Regions from separate parts of the Zea mays genome. Here all the other regions are linked to region 1. The links are chromatin contacts, called in public Hi-C maps. All regions are on one chromosome and are shown on one strand. The core of a region is the stretch at or near the end of the contact, and the rest is flanking DNA. Distances in the headings are between cores, read along the strand shown.

The links. A called contact is a pair of places that touch in the nucleus more often than the background predicts.
Region 2: a contact with region 1 is called in a Hi-C map of leaf, with 7 times the contacts expected there. The contact joins the promoter of LOC103628325 here to the promoter of LOC100191152 in region 1. A contact is called at or near these places in 12 of 25 Hi-C or Micro-C datasets (bundle sheath, ear, endosperm and 4 more).
Region 3: a contact with region 1 is called in a Hi-C map of ear, with 1.7 times the contacts expected there. The contact joins the promoter of LOC103628326 here to the promoter of LOC100191152 in region 1. A contact is called at or near these places in 5 of 25 Hi-C or Micro-C datasets (ear, leaf, leaf mesophyll and 1 more).

What each region holds. Positions count from the first base shown.
Region 1 is chr5:88,129,659-88,132,510 of Zm-B73-REFERENCE-NAM-5.0, reverse strand. It overlaps LOC100191152, which reads right to left and starts at 1,403. Exons shown (of 8, transcript NM_001136588.2): 1 at 1,092-1,403. The coding sequence starts at 1,324.
Region 2 is chr5:87,918,256-87,921,107 of Zm-B73-REFERENCE-NAM-5.0, reverse strand. LOC103628325 (urease accessory protein D) reads left to right here and starts at 1,392. Exons shown (of 6, transcript XM_020538438.3): 1 at 1,392-1,651; 2 at 1,825-1,899. The coding sequence starts at 1,475.
Region 3 is chr5:87,988,626-87,991,477 of Zm-B73-REFERENCE-NAM-5.0, reverse strand. It overlaps LOC103628326 (probable inactive purple acid phosphatase 24), which reads left to right and starts at 1,497. Exons shown (of 10, transcript XM_008648546.3): 1 at 1,497-1,710; 2 at 2,353-2,385; 3 at 2,454-2,539; 4 at 2,611-2,735; 5 at 2,841-2,852. The coding sequence starts at 1,497.

The DNA.
Region 1 (2,852 bases), core at 154-2,653:
CCTTGGAACCCGTGGACCCCGGGTCCCTTGGTGACTACTTACAGCACTATGGTGTAGTTATGACTTCGGGGTGCCCCAGTATCAAGTTATCCAGTTCAAGCCTCTGCCTTGGCCATCGGGGCATGGGGCCCTAGGAGCGGCGGGCCTCGCGGTAGCTTACTATACTGGAAGCCTTAAATGTGTCTTAGCGGCAGCCAGGGGTATGACCTTTCTCAAGCGCTGACGGTAGGTATAACCAAATAGGGAATGCCAAATTCATCAGAAACCACAAATCGATTCAGGCCACAAGTAAATTTCCATAGAACGGACTCATTTCACTACGATATGCATGAGTGCTGCTGGTATCTCAAAGAATAAAACTGGGAAGCAATCTTCATGTCGTCGCAAATCTCAATAATTGGAAGAAGCTCAAGCATCCTAGCTACAAAATAATGCATGCCAATTTGTATCTGAACAAGAGAATCATAGTATAAGCCTCTCAGCTAAAAAAGTTCAAGTACCCAAGCACTCTGAATCAACACAACAGGCTAAAGGGAAGCACATTAATGATTCCGAATCGGACTGCACTAATGAGGAAACTGGCACATGTTTTTTGCAACTAAACGATCCAGTCATATCATATTAGGTAGCAGTACTAAGAATGGACCTGCAGTCCTCACCAAACAACCCGTCTAATTGTCTAAAAAGGATGGACGCCTAAAGCAATATCGCACATCAAGCAAGCCGCAGACAACACTAAATGGGGATTTCAATCAACTCACATCAATATGTACACAAAAATCATCACACGGGGTAATTTACTCATAGAAAAACATTCCCGAACTGCTAGACGCGTGGGACAACTCATCACAAAAATGCCACAAAGGGAAGACGTGGGGAGAAACAACTCAGCGCCAATCTCGCACCGAACCGTCTGATGGAGCGCGATCCAGACGCCACCGCAAACGCTGCTAAAGCGACCATTGCACGCTAGCACGCAACAGCGCCCGGCCCCCCACGCCAGCGCGAGGGGCAGATCGTGGGGCAGTTCAATTCGGCCGGAGACGGCAGGCCCAATAGGCGGAGGAGGAGGGTGGGGGCGGTGTTCTCACGACTTCTTGGCCTGCTCCAGCGACTTGGCATGGCCGAAGTGGAAGAGGTCGTAGATGCCGTCGGCGTAGACCCGGATCGGCCTGTCTGTGGGCACGCCCCCCTCGCCGGCGCCATTGGTGGCGGCGCGGTCGACTTCGGCGACGTCCCCCTCGGCCTCCTTCCAGTCCTCCTCCTCCTCCTGCGACGACTCCGGCCTCGCATGCGCCGCCGCGGCCTTCGCGTTGTCGGCCATGTCAGGGAGGGGATGGGGGGTCGAGAAGCTTCGGAAAGGGAAAGGGGAACGGAGCGCGTAGGACTTGAGGGCCTCCACCGAGCTGAGGGAAACGGCTGGGACGTGATACGTGTAACGTGTAGGTTTCGGGCTCGATCGTCTGTGTCACTGTGAGATGGGTCCGGATGTGACGCTGCGGCCCAGGTCAGGTGTCGTTATTTTCTTTTTCGTTGCGATGTCAGATCACGGTCCACCAGCTTTCTCACTCTATAAATATTCTATATAAATATTCTATAAATAGCACGGTCTACAATATAAAAATATGTTTATACAATTTAATAGTCATAACCTCTAAAGGTGTTTAAATGCAAGAGACTAAATTGTAGTTTCATCATATTAAATATTTTGATACTAGCTACAAGTATTAAATTTAATTTACACAGATAATAACTAAACAATGAAGCAAACCTATTAATCATAATTAGTTCATGATTCACTAATACGATGTTACAGTAGATATTTACTTATCATGTATTAATTAGGCTTAACAAATTTGTCTTACCATTCAGTTTTGTATAATCAATTTTATAACCAGATTATATTTAATAATTATATTTGACACGAACTAAACTTTAATCAAGAAAACAAAACACCCCACATCAAAAATAAAATGATGTGTGAGGATGTCATACATGTGCATCATGCATAATCTATAAAACTATGGTTATGTTATCTTAAGACTGTCTTCAATAACCATGTAAAATAGGGGACGTGAAACTGTAGATAACACTATTTAAGAGGAAAGTTTGAAATATGAGATAAGATAGAAGATCTGTTGTAGATGGCCTAATACTCTAGAACGAGTGGGTTTCCTCACAAAACAGGCAGACCACGTTATCAAAGAGATATCCACCGTCGAATCGAGCCACAAAGAAATATGAGATGTCTGATTTACATTCCTCTAGTATATTTAAGACCAACTCCACCAGCTACCCTATTGCACTCCGCATCCATATTTTGCGTGATATAAGACACTATTCATTGCTCCAGCAAACTCTTAATTTGTATCCCTATAATACATGACATGCAAGTCCACTCCCCTTCCCCACATCTTCTCTCTGATCATGAGGAACATCTGCAAATGGTGCTACAAAAGTTACGGGATAATCAACTCTATGCCAAGTATAGCAAGTGTGAGTTCTGGCTTGACGAAGTGCCATTCCTTGGACACATCATCTCCAATGGAGGAATATCAGTGGATCCGGCTAAAGTAAGAGAGATAGTGGGATGGAAGATACCAAGCTCGGTTACTGAAATCCGGAGTTTCTTGGGACTCGCGGGTTACTACCGGAGATTTATTGAAGGATTCTCCAAGATTGCTAATCCTATGACTTCACTATTAGAGAAGGGAAAGGAGTCTAAGTGGTCTCGTGAATGTCAAGATAGTTTCAATCAACTGAAGTTAAGATTGATGCCACCCCTAGTGCTGGTTATGCTAGAGCCGCAGAAGGGATTTTACATATATTGTGATGTGTGCCGCCAGGGCTTG
Region 2 (2,852 bases), core at 143-2,642, 210 kb after region 1:
TAAGAAATAATTAATTTAAATAGAAATCACAACATAAAATATGCTTTATTCAATTTGCTATGTGCAATTAAATTGAATAAATAATATAGAGTATGCACATATATTAATATTGTACCAAAGTTTATTAATTCAGCAAAAATTTATAGGAAAACTGTAAAAAAAATCTCACTCCCGAGAAAACCGGATCAACGAGATCCATCCTTTGACAAGCTAGCATCCGTATTTTTTTACGCACTTAAGAAATTTTCATTTCTTTTTTTTATCCACTCACTCGACCGCAAATGATGGCTGGACCATGCGGAGTGGCGGAGAGGGAGTGCTACCCATCCGCTCGTCCATCTTTTGCTTATCACACTTTTTTTTAACCGCACAACGGCCGTTTGACTCGATCGCTCATGAAAGAGAAGGCCTCTACGAACGCAGTAGCTACTAGATCCGTTTTTCCGCGCAGCAGCTGCTGGCTGCCAGGCCACGCGTCAAGCGCATTTGAAACAGTTGTTCAGGAAGACAGGCGAGCCAGAGTGACGGGCGATGAGGTCATTGTTGGGATCATGACGACCGATGGCCTGGCTGATCTGGGGATCTCAGAAGAGCTGCAAGTTGAAAAAGTGGAAGGTCCAGAGGCCGTTATGGCCAGAGTGAACGGCGAGATGCCTTGCCCATCGGCTCGCGGGAGGACGGATAGTCTGCCGTAAAGCCCGTAAGCAGGGGTCGCGTCGGGCGGATCGGCTGCGTCCACGCTGGAGTGTGCTATCATAGCGATTCGCGCGGCGTGCAACCAGCAGAGCCGCTGATGGCATGCTTTTTCTTCACCGTGAATAATAGAATGGAAAGTAAATCACGGATTCAATCAAGAAATTGTATACCGTATTTCTTGATGTAGAACGGAAGTGAAACCTGTCGCGTAGGACAGTTCGGCAAGGCCGAGGGACCTGTCGACGTGACGAAGAGTTGATGCAGATCTAATCCTACAGTAACGTTAAGGTAGAGCGTACTGATAACATGTTGAGAACTACGTTACCACGGACCACCAGATCCACTCCCTTCCCTCCCGTCAGCAGTAGAGACACCTTCTCATAAGCACGACAACAAAAGAAACACACGAGACATAAGATGTAGGTTTGGGCCTTTGGCCTCTTTATCATCTCCACTCTATATGAGGGGTACATGTTTTATATATATAGAGACGTGATAGCCTTTCCATATAACCCTTCATTAGGGTTTTTCAATAGGAAACACAGCCCGTGTCCGTTCGCGGCCCAAAGCCATTCGCAATCCGCAGATGAGCAGGCCCAAATATCAAATACTTCCCGGCGGCACCGTGACGCGGTGGGCCGAGCAAGTGCTGCGTGGACTGGGCCTGCGTCAATCCCCGAACGAGGCAGATGCGCCTCGATCTGGTTGACCCGCCCGCCGCCCCCATCGCCCGTCCAATCGAACCGCTCTGTGGCGGTGGTGTTCTGGTCAGCCGGCGATGGCGACGCCGACGCCGATGGGGGCGGTGCGGGTGGAGAGGGTGCGGGGGAGGTCGGCGCTGACCCGCTGCTTCGCCAGGTACCCGCTCAAGCTCATCGCCCCGTCCAGGGTGGGCCCCTCCTCCTGTGACGCCGTCTGGCTCTACGCCCTCACCTACGGCGGCGGCATCGTCTCCGTGAGTCCGAGGACCCCCCCCCCCCCCCCCCCCCGCACACAACCCTCCACTTCCCATTCTCTCCGTTCTCGCCCGCTGCGCCGTTGCTGGGCACTCGCGGTTCGGAGATGCTTGCTGTAGCGTGACGGTCTCCTGTCCTGGTGCCGCGCTTGCTCCTGCGCCCGCCCTTGCAGGGGGACACCGTGTCGTGCACGGTCAGCGTCGGCGACGGCTGTACGGCGGCGATCACCACGCAGGCCTCGACCAAGGTACGCTGATTGCTCGATTCAAGCCTGGCTCTGCGCGTCCTGCCTATACTATACTTATACCATGGCTTGTTACGTTTGGTGTTATGATGCTTACCCGTGTATGCTGTATGGTACTGTATACAACATTGACCAGAGAATGTCTGGATTCCAATTACCAGCTCTGTAGGAATGTATGAATTATGATAAACTGGAGCCTATGAGCCTTCTACGTGCACTGTTTAGGCTGGACTAGTAGTTTGGTACTCGTTTCCCCTCAACAAATAAAGGCTTGGGCTAAAAAAATCCTACCTAATGGGGAAGTCGTTGGCGAAGTCACAAGGCCCTCCACTTTTCATTATAAAACCGATAAACCAGAAAAAGATGGATTGTTTTGCGAAAGAATCTTTGGACCCATAAAAAGCGGAATTTGTGCTTGTGGAAACTCTCGAGCGAGCGTAGCTGAAAACGAAGACGAAAGATTTTGCCAAAAATGCGGGGTAGAATTTGTTGATTCTCGGATTGTGGGAGGCATCCGTACCTGGGTAATTTCTTCGTCTGCTCATGGTAGAAACTAGTGGTTGTATGCGGAACACAAGGGCTGGCAAGTTAATTCTCCAAATCTGGGATCTCTGCCAATGGCCGAACACAATTCAAACTGTGTGTGTGTGTGTGTGTGTGGAGGATATGGGGAGGGGGTTTTTCTTTCTACTGTGAACCTTTTATAGTCGAACAAAGAATTAGCTCGCTGATTACTTTCTCTTACTAAGATTGCTTAGCTCTGCTCTTCGTCCTAGCTTTGGGGCACTACTCCACTGTTTCCTGCTTCAAGAAATCATCCAGCTCAGTTATTACCATGCCTAGGTTTCATGCATTGACAAGTTCATAGAAAGCGTCAACTGAAAATGCTGATTTCCTTCATTCATGTATTTTGTCTACTCCATGTCAACTGAAAAGCTAGTTTCACTCAAATCCGT
Region 3 (2,852 bases), core at 248-2,747, 140 kb after region 1:
TCGCCGAGTGTGTTCCTGTGCCGAGTGTCCTGCACTCGGTAAAGCGGCACGTTACCGAGAGCCGAACTTTACCGAGTGCGGCTCTCGGCAAAGCCTTCTTTACCGAGTGCCCGACAAAAGGCACTCGGCAAAGAGGCCGACACTCGGCAAAGCCTCGGATTCCGGTAGTACCCACGAGTCAGTGACGTGGCACGATGAAGTTATGGCTGACCAGCGGGGCCCGATTGGCAGCGTAGTTTGTGGCAAGAGCCGGAGAGGGCACGCGCGACCACTGGCGTGCGGGCCATCCGGAGCAGTGAGCGTGCGGGGTAGTGGGTCGCTGGTGTGTGGGCTCGCCATGTCAGCGTTAGAGAGTACTTGAGTGCGCACGCGCGACGTGTAGGCCGGGCCCACCTGTCTGCGTGTGTTGTTCACAAATGGGCCGCGTAAGAAGGCGAAGCTGAGATGGTCCGGCCGTGGTTTCGGCCCAGAACAGCCAGTAACCCCTTTCTTTTATCTTTTTCTTTTTCATTCTTTTTCATTCTTTTGGTCCTATATTTTCAAATCTCATTTTTGAATTCAAGGCTAAGTTTGTTTTAAACATAAAAAGCTTGAGTTTAATGCACAATCAGAAAAAATACAGCATGAGGAATATTTTTTATATATTTGTTAAATGTGCACTTTAGAAAACAAAGATGCTTCTGAAATAAAACATTAATTAGTTTAAATTCTCTTTTATTTCCCAAAAAGTTAACTAGTACATTAATGCTATGCCCATACACGTCGTTGATATATTTAAGGGTCTACAACAGTGTAAATAATGGTATACATACACGTAAAAAAACATAGATTATGATCTGCAATCACAAGTTTATACACACGTATACATAATTATATATGTACAAATTAATAATTAATCTCTACTACTATATAAGAGGAGAGTGTAGACGTCCACACCCCGGATGGTGCACGGTTCTGCCTCCCAGCCTCCCACGTCGGGCCCAACGCGCAGCTCTGCTCCCTCGCCCTCCCAACGCATGCAACCCAGCAGGCCAATTTCCTCGCCAAGCAAAACAAATATCTACAACATTACCTAAATCGTTCTCTACCAACGTCATTGAGCCACTAGCAAGTTAACATTTGGGGCTGCACCAACGCTTATAAGCCGTTCTCTGCCTGTTTCACTAGCCGGTATGGCACTAACCACAATAGTAAAGAAAGCACCACAAACAATGATGGTGTCCTGGGCTAAAATCTTCATGTGGCCCGTATTCCAGCGATGTTTGGTGCGGCCCAGATAGCAAATTGGTACAGTGTGCCCTCGCTTGTCACTTGCTCGTGATGCCCCCGCCCGCCTCCGCCGCCGCGACAGCCGCTCCGCGTCCTCATCGCGCGTCTGCCCCATCCTCGACGTCCTCATCGCCACACCGTCGCCTCTGCTTTCCCGGCGTCGATTGTGGTCGCCACCTCTGCCAACAAATGCCTCCATCGCGCCGAGCTCTCCGCGTGGCCGTGCCATGAATTCCTCAACTCGCCATGGGTTCGCGCGCGGGAGCTCCTCAACCAACTCCGCCGTCCCACCGTTCCCATTGCGATCCGCCAACCTAGCTCGATCCAACGCGTCCCCCTTAAAAGCGGCGGCGCACACCCGTGTCTCCCTCTCGGCCAACCACCCCACCCCCGCCCCCGCCCTAGCCCCGAACCCTCCTGGCGCCGGCCCCGCGCGTGCAGGTGTGCGACATCCTATCGGGAGGCGAGGGGGCTCCGATAACCATCCGCCTCACCGCCCCTCCTCCGACGCTCGCCCCGCTGTGGGACCTCCGCTGGCGAGCCCCTCACCGCCGAGGGACGTCCGCTGGCGAGCCAACCAGGTCCATCATTTCTCTCTCAGAGTCCCTGTTCCGGCTTGCGCAGCGGCATACCAGATCTTAGCGAAGAGTATGCTTGGAGCACCTCTATCCCCTCCAAGCCTCCATGATGGAGGCCGGGGACTCGACAACCATGGCCTGATTCGCCACCCGCGTGACTGGGGATGATGACGCCCTTGAGTGCCCTTCTGTTGCCTCCTCATTCATCACGGTAAGCCTCCGCAACATCATGCTCGCGTCCCTCGCTCTCCAGCGGAGGTCCATGCCCCACTCACGGAGTTCAACCTCCTTCAACAGGCCACTAGATCGCAGCGATGAGGATGCCCTCGTCCCTGACCACCAGATCGCAGCGATGGAGCCGGATCTGGTTGCCGCTGGGGCATCCTCCTCGCCAGCCAGGTTGGCTCTACATCTGATTTATTCTTCGTCTTTTTTCCCTGCTGGCTTCCTGCTCTGCGAGAAGAAGCAAGTGACACAGGTTCATGCTTTTGCTTGTTTGTCGCAGATGTCCCTGATGGCAAGCTTAAGCAATCGTCAAGTACAAAGACATCCTCCCATGCGAAATTCAATTTGCCCAATCCTAATCCCTTCTATATAGCCTCACAGATCGCAGTGATGGAGCCGGATCCGGTCGCCGCTGGGGCATCCTCCTCGCCGCCGCTTTCACCAGCGCCGACCACGTCCCCGTCGTGGCAAACGCGAGGTACTGTTTCTTAGTTCTCAGGCTAGGAGTAGGGTTTCTTTATTATTGGGGTGTATCCAGCTGGCGTGGTGTGCGTCTTCGCCTCAAACGACCTGGCGTTTGGTTGAATGGGATTTCTTCCTAAACCTCATAGCACCAGTCGCTTCTCGAGTTCCCTACATGACCACTATTGGTAATCATGAAAGGTAATTGATACTTTTAAAATCTTATGTTTGCAGTGTAATCTGAACAATTGAATTGAATTGTGAAATGCACCATCATTGACCATGAACTTGCATTGTCTTCCTCAGGGATTATGCCGA